Linked DNA regions of Zea mays: region 1 is linked to region 2. The links are chromatin contacts, called in public Hi-C maps. All regions are on one chromosome and are shown on one strand. Each heading gives the region's core, a stretch centred on a gene start, on an enhancer-like site or on the middle of the called end of the contact. The rest is flanking DNA. Distances are from core to core; before and after follow the strand shown. Region 1 overlaps LOC100193016. Region 2 overlaps LOC103643302 (Cyclopropane-fatty-acyl-phospholipid synthase).

Region 1 (3,259 bases), core at 453-2,952, 270 kb after region 2:
CATCACAGGGCATGCGGGGCGCCATCATTACTCGTATAGTGGAGCGAGCCAGATGGGACGCCGGTCTTGTTCCCCGTAGCCTGAGTCAGCTCGGGGTAGGGTAATGATGGCGCCTCCTGTCGACGTGGTCGGTCCGTGCCCTAGGTTGGGCGAGGTGGAAGCTCCTCCGAGGTCGAGGTCGAGTCTGTCTTCCAAGGTCGAGGTCGAGTCCGAGCCCCCGGGTCGGACAAGGCGGAGACCGTCGGCTGAGGCCAGGGCTGAGTCCGAGCCCTGGGGTCGGGCGGAGCGGAGTTCGTCGTCTTCCGGGGCTGAGCTCGAGTCCGAGCCCTGGGGTCGGGCGAAGCGGAGTTCGTCGTCTTCCGGGGCTGAGCCCGAGTCCGAGCCCTGGGGTCGGGCGAAGCGGAGTTCGTCGTCTTCCGGGGCTGAGCCCGAGTCCGAGCCCTGGGGTCGGGCGAAGCGGAGTTCGTCGTCTTCCGGGGCTGAGCCCGAGTCCGAGCCCTGGGGTCGGGCGAAGCGGAGTTTCCCATGGCGCCTAGGGCCGGACTTGGCTGCTGTCAGCCTCACTCTGTCGAGTGGCTCAGCAGTCGGAGCGGCGCAGGCGGCGCTGTCCTCTTGTGAGACCGGTCAGTGGAGCGGCGAAGTGACTGCGGTCACTTCGGCTCTGTCGACTGGAGGGCGTGCGTCAGGATAAAGGTGTCAGGCCACCTTTGCATTAAATGCCCCTGCGATTTGGTCGGTTGGCGTGGCGATTTGGCCAAGGTTGCTTCTTGGTGAAGACTGGGCCTCGGGCGAGCCGAAGGTGTGTCCGTTGCTGGAGGGGGTCCTCAGGCGAGACGTAGATCCTCCGGGGTCGGCTGCCCTTGCCCGAGGCTGGGCTCGGACGAGGCATGATCGCGTCCCTCGAATGGACCGATCCTTGACTTAATCGCACTCATTAGGCCTTTGCAGCTTTGTGCTGATGGGAGTTACCAGCTGAGATTTAGGAGTTTTGAGGGTACCCCTAATTATGGTCCCCGACACGTATCTAATCCGATAGCAGAAAACTGAAGAGCCTAGTTTGTCGAGTTCACGGGAACGCCGGCACACGATCTCGGGGCACACGATCTCGGCAGCAGTGGCTTCTAAGCTTTGATGGATCGAGGGGGGTTCGCGATGGCTGATATAGGTGCAAGGGGGACGAGTCTAGGCAGCGTGGAGCTCGCTCGGTCGCCGGATCAACGTCGAACTCAAAGACGAGTTTGCTTCAGACGAGAAAGACAGCTGGCAAGTGAGACCCACTCGCTAGTGTCTGTGACTCATGCGCGCCAAAGCACGGCTCCGCGAAGGAGGCCGCTTTACGGAAATATGCATTCAACGTGGCTTCGGCCTTCGGGCGGGGCAGGCAGCGGAACGAGACTAGGCTGCGGACAGTCAGGGAAGTGCCGGGCTCGGATGGCCCGCGCAACTCCATGGGCCCAGGGGCCACTAGTCCAATCTGCTGCTGTGTCGCAATCACAAGATTGTTAAAATCGGATCGTATATGCTTCTATAGTATCAAAATAATTTAATTATATCAACATATAAAAGTCATATGTTAATAGAACAGTAATCGATCATGCCGCACCGCCATAGCAACAAAGTAATCAACGAAGGGGGTATTGAGTTAAGCTGACCAAGTCAACACAATGACTGATCTACCAACAACTGCATGACATGCCACACTGGCTAGTTACATCGAACAAACCACAGCAAACACTGGTTTCTAGTGCACTGTACACCTCTGCTCTCGCCAGTGCAAGGGCTGATTCGCCACAGAAGCAGCACATCTCCCCTGGATGTTGGCACTCAGTTTTCACCTCGTCTGCCTTATTGATTCATCCTGCAATTGGCAAGCGGCCACAAGGGAACAACACATACATCAGCAGAACGGTGATAGAAAGCCACGTATTTTCTTTGTGGTTCAACTAATAATATGTCCCTTGCGCCAGTGCCTAATAAAATTATGGGATCGTATCTGGTGCAAACCAACCTCTCCGTGCAATCGTGCAAACTTTTAATCTGAACCACATGATGTTGATCCAAGGTGGCGTGCGGGGGTGGGAGGGGAGATTTGAAAAAGTGTGATTAGCAGTGGGTGGTTAAGTGTAAAATTATCCACGCCTCTGTGTCCCTTGGATCAACATCATGTGGCCTAGATTAGAAGTTTGCACGGTTGCACGGAGGGGTTGGTTTGCACCCGATACGTTCCCTAAAATTATAGTAAACAAAATATAATTATATTGCTGTGTTAATCTAGTTATATAGGCTGGTTGGTGCCTGACAGCAAATTATCGATTCACTGCATTTTTTTTCTTTTATGGACACTATAGCTTAAAGGAAAAATAATCGAAGTTGCTCTAGTATCAGCCCAATAATCAGGCACACCTACACCAACCATACATAAAGTTTAGGTCCAAATTATGGAGTTAAGTTGAATAGTGTTTATATTCATGAGGTACAAGCAACATCAGCCTAGATATATAATCTTCTAAAAATAGCATGAAGTTCCAGTCCATGAAGGCTCAGAAATAAACATAGTGAAGGTTTTGGTGCAAATCATGGGGTGAAATTGTTGATTAGTGTCTGAATACATCAATATTCATGGGGAGCGTCATGGGTCAGCAGCCCAGGGCATGGAGGCTATAGGGATAGGCTCAAGGTTAGGAATAGTGGATAAAGATTAGATTAGATAAGATTGAGTTAGTTACTTGGGATTAGATTTGATAAGATTGAGTTAGTTACTTGGGATTAGATTTGATAATATTGAGTTAGTTACTTGGGATTAGATTAGATAAGATTAAGTTAGTTACTTGAGATTACATTAGATAAGATTGAGTTAGTTACTTGGAGGGTCAAGTCTTTCTATCTATATAAGGATGAGTTGTACCTCCTTAAGGGGGAATCCATCAAGAAGAATTAGTCCCAAATCTCTCTAATAGTCTAGTCCCCCCATGCCGACTCCGTCCGGCTATCTTCACAGCATTGTTTATCCCGTTATAAACCAAGGATTCATAACATCTGGTATCATGAGTCAGGGATCCTTTACCATGATTTCTGTTGCGGACGATCTCCACACCTGGCGTGAGGAGCTTGCTCGTGCCAGGGCAGATCTAGAGCAGGCCCGATCTGCTATCCTCCAGCTCCGTGATCTACCCGCGGCAAAGGTGGAGTCTGACCGCCGATCAGCGGCGGCAACACGACTGCACGTGGCTTCCTAATGCGGCGTCTAGCGCGGCAAGTT
Region 2 (3,177 bases), core at 600-3,099:
TGAGTAGTACCGCCGCTCATGTGATCATATATAGATCATCGTCTGCATGCTGGCCGGGGTCTGTGTGTCTGATAACAATTTTTCTGCTTAATTGCTCATTTTTAGTGGGATGCTTGAACACGTTGGCCATGAGTTCTACGAAGATTTCTTTGCCTCCTGCGAGTATCATTTGGCCGAACACGGCCTACTTGTCCTCCAGGTCCATCATCATGACCAATATATATTTATCTTCAACTAACTGTTATATTTATCTCAAAGTTAAATTTATATCACATATATATATCTATATAGTCCATCGCGGTCCCAGAGGAACTGTACGACAAAATGAGGACGAAGCCTGACTTCCTGAAGGAATATATCTTCCCAGGTGGCTGCATACCTTCTTTAGCTCGGATTGCATCTGCCATGTCTAACGCATCAAGGCTGTGGTATGTACACATGTCATTTAACTAATAAGCTAGGCCTCCGCCATGATTTATCAGTTATTCATTGAGTACTCGATTCCTCTGCACTGCAGCATACAACACGTTGAGAATATTGGGTACCACTATTACCCCACTCTGATTCACTGGAGGGAGAACTTTGAGGCTAATGAAGAGTAAGTACTACTGGCCCTAAAATATAGCTCAACCTCGGCTACAAGCTAGTGATTTATTTACGTCATTCAATCAGTAATATTTTTTTACTCCTGCAGAAAAGTTTTGGCCCTAGGATTTGATGAAAAATTCATCCGTACTTGGGAGTACTATTTAAACTACTGTGCAGCTATGTTCAAATCACACATGGGTTTAGATTACCAGGTATGTATATGTGTTTGCTATATATATAGCTAACAATTAATACTATGTTCAAATCACCTTTTAATCGAGTGTCGTGCTGTATGTACAACATGCATGCATATGCAGATAGTGTTTGCTCGCGCAGGCGATGCGAAGTTGCCGAGCTATGTCGCCATTGCGTAAATGGAGGAGGACGTCGTGTTTATGTTTTATATGTGAGACAGAACATTGTATTTTCTTTGTTAGTTAGGAAGTCCAACATTCGCCAAATAAAAATGGTTTGCTAGAGATGACTCGAGGGTGAGACAAGTGTCAAAGCCGCATGATGATTAGGTTGTCAACTTCCGAGAGTTTTTCTTGGCGGGGCAAAGGTTTCCTATGATCCTTTTTGTATTGAATGTGATAAAGAAGTTTAAGGTTAAGTTTCATCATTTGAATCCTTTGTGATTTTCTTTTTATTTTTTTTGTGTGGGTACGAAAGTCTCAAAAGGTAGAAGTTAACTAGAACATGTTTGTGCATACGTATTGAGTGCACATTCAACCGAGGAAGGTGTCTGTGTGTGGTGTAACCTTCACATGTCAGTTCAGGCCTTCAGGGTTTATACCTTTTGTTGGCTATTTGTTGAATAACAGTGCTATCATGTGCAGTGTTCGGCCTACAGTTTCCATTCAAAATTTCCATAGTGGGCCGGTAAAACCCGTCAAATTATTGAAAGCTTGATTGAATTTGAAGGAATTTCGAATTTCATCCAAACCGGGTGCTCTGTTGGGCACACTACTGAGCCCTTTGTAGCACCAGCGTGCATTTATCCTTTATCTCCAGCAGTTCCCCAGCGGTCCCCACTCCTGGCTCCACACTCCCACCCGAGCAGCAGCAGAGGCTGCCGGCAGCACCTCCCCCGCGCTCTCCCGCTGCGCTATCGCCGCCGCATCAACCTCCCGCCGCGTCGTCCTCTGGTAGGTTGGCTACCTCGGTTCTCCCTCCTCCTCGCTCCCCAGTCCCCACACGCCCCCATCGCCTCACCATTCGAGCTGCCGTCGTGCGCAACGGAGGTGCACGCGATGTGTTCGACGTATTTCCTATGCGCGCACTGTCCGTGAGCGTGTCATGTGCCGCTTCTGGTTTCCTCAGGATCCTGACACGTTCTCTTACCGTGATGATGGAGCATTAGCTGCATTCTAATTTTGCGTCTTGGTTGGCTCCTCTCTGCCAGATCGACTCGGATGGCCGAGGTCACGCCGCCCGCCGACGGGCAGCCGGCGTCGTGGTCGGAGATCCCGCGGGACCTGGCCGGCATGGTGCTCTGCCTCCTTCCGGCCTATGCGGATCGCGCCCGCTTCGCTGCCGTGTGCCCGCAGTGGCGCGCCGCCGCGCGGCTGCTCGCCCCTTCCTTGCCCCCGGCGCTGCCACTGCTCGCGCTCCCGAACGGCATCTTCTACAGCCTCCCCTACAGCAAGCCCTGCCGCTTCCCTGGCTCCGGTTGCGTCGGGTACAAGGGCGCCGCCTTTGGCAGCTGGCTCGTCTTCCCGCGCGACGAAGGCTGCTTCTTGGTCGACCCTTTCGCTGGGGCCACCGTGACGCTCCCTGCTCTGTCTTCCGTCCGGCTCCGTCCACCAAATGCAGCTGATAATTACGTCAAGTATCAGGAGCGTGCTACACCCAATGGCAGACATTATGTCACGTGGCTGGATATCAGAGACTCCAAGCATGTGCCCACAATACATTAAACAAGCTGATCATGTGCTCTCCAAACCTCGTCGCTGCATTTGTTGGCACAGGACACATAAGTCAGATTCTGATGTGCCAGCCAGGCGCTTCCTCATGGTCTGTTTGCGCATATGATCCGTGTGCTGCATTTGAAGACATGGCTTTCTATCAGGGCAAGCTCTACGCCCTTGCTGATGATGAAAACCTCCTCGTGGTCGACATCAGCCAAGACCAAAGCACTGGCGACCCACATGTCTGTCGAATTGGACAGGTCATCAAGGGTGATCCCGACCATTTGTTTGATGCTTGGATGCCAGATGACACTACTGGCAGAAAGAAGCTGTACCTAGTCGAGTCATGCGGTGCATTGCTGATGGTACGCAGGAAGGTATGCTGCAGAATGGTAGACGACACAGTTGTTGCTGGACGGATTTGTGAGTTTGAGGTGCTGGAGGCTGACTTGGAGCACTCGCAGTGGGTGGATGTGACAACTCTTGGGGATGACCAGATGCTTTTCCTTGGACGACCGTGCTCTAGGGCTGTGTCGGCATCTCAGTATGGGATGTCTAATGATCAGATCTTCTTCTTAGATGATGTGATGGAGAATGCTGAGGAGTATGCCTTTGATGAGGAGAACACTAGTGTCAATGTCTACGACATGAGGAATGACGAGGTCTCTCGTCCTCTGCA

What was found. A called contact is a pair of places that touch in the nucleus more often than the background predicts.
Region 1: a contact with region 2 is called in a Hi-C map of ear, with 5 times the contacts expected there. The contact joins two enhancer-like sites. A contact is called at or near these places in 3 of 25 Hi-C or Micro-C datasets (ear, leaf and tassel).

What each region holds. Positions count from the first base shown.
Region 1 is chr1:221,321,914-221,325,172 of Zm-B73-REFERENCE-NAM-5.0, forward strand. LOC100193016 reads right to left here. Exons shown (of 5, transcript NM_001138184.2): 5 at 1,481-1,858. Among protein-coding and RNA genes, the nearest start is that of LOC100193016, 12 kb to the right of the region's middle. Within about 2 kb of position 1,703, at least 16 of the 20 cell types and tissues checked have an H3K27ac peak or open chromatin away from gene starts, as enhancers often do. A contact at or near this core is called in ear and tassel, where this site is marked.
Region 2 is chr1:221,047,397-221,050,573 of Zm-B73-REFERENCE-NAM-5.0, forward strand. LOC103643302 (Cyclopropane-fatty-acyl-phospholipid synthase) reads left to right here. Exons shown (of 25, transcript XM_008666455.4): 20 at 106-199; 21 at 292-428; 22 at 518-598; 23 at 695-800; 24 at 906-1,736; 25 at 1,994-3,177. The coding sequence ends at 962. Among protein-coding and RNA genes, the nearest start is that of LOC103643302, 11 kb to the left of the region's middle. Within about 2 kb of position 1,850, at least 10 of the 20 cell types and tissues checked have an H3K27ac peak or open chromatin away from gene starts, as enhancers often do. A contact at or near this core is called in ear and tassel, where this site is marked.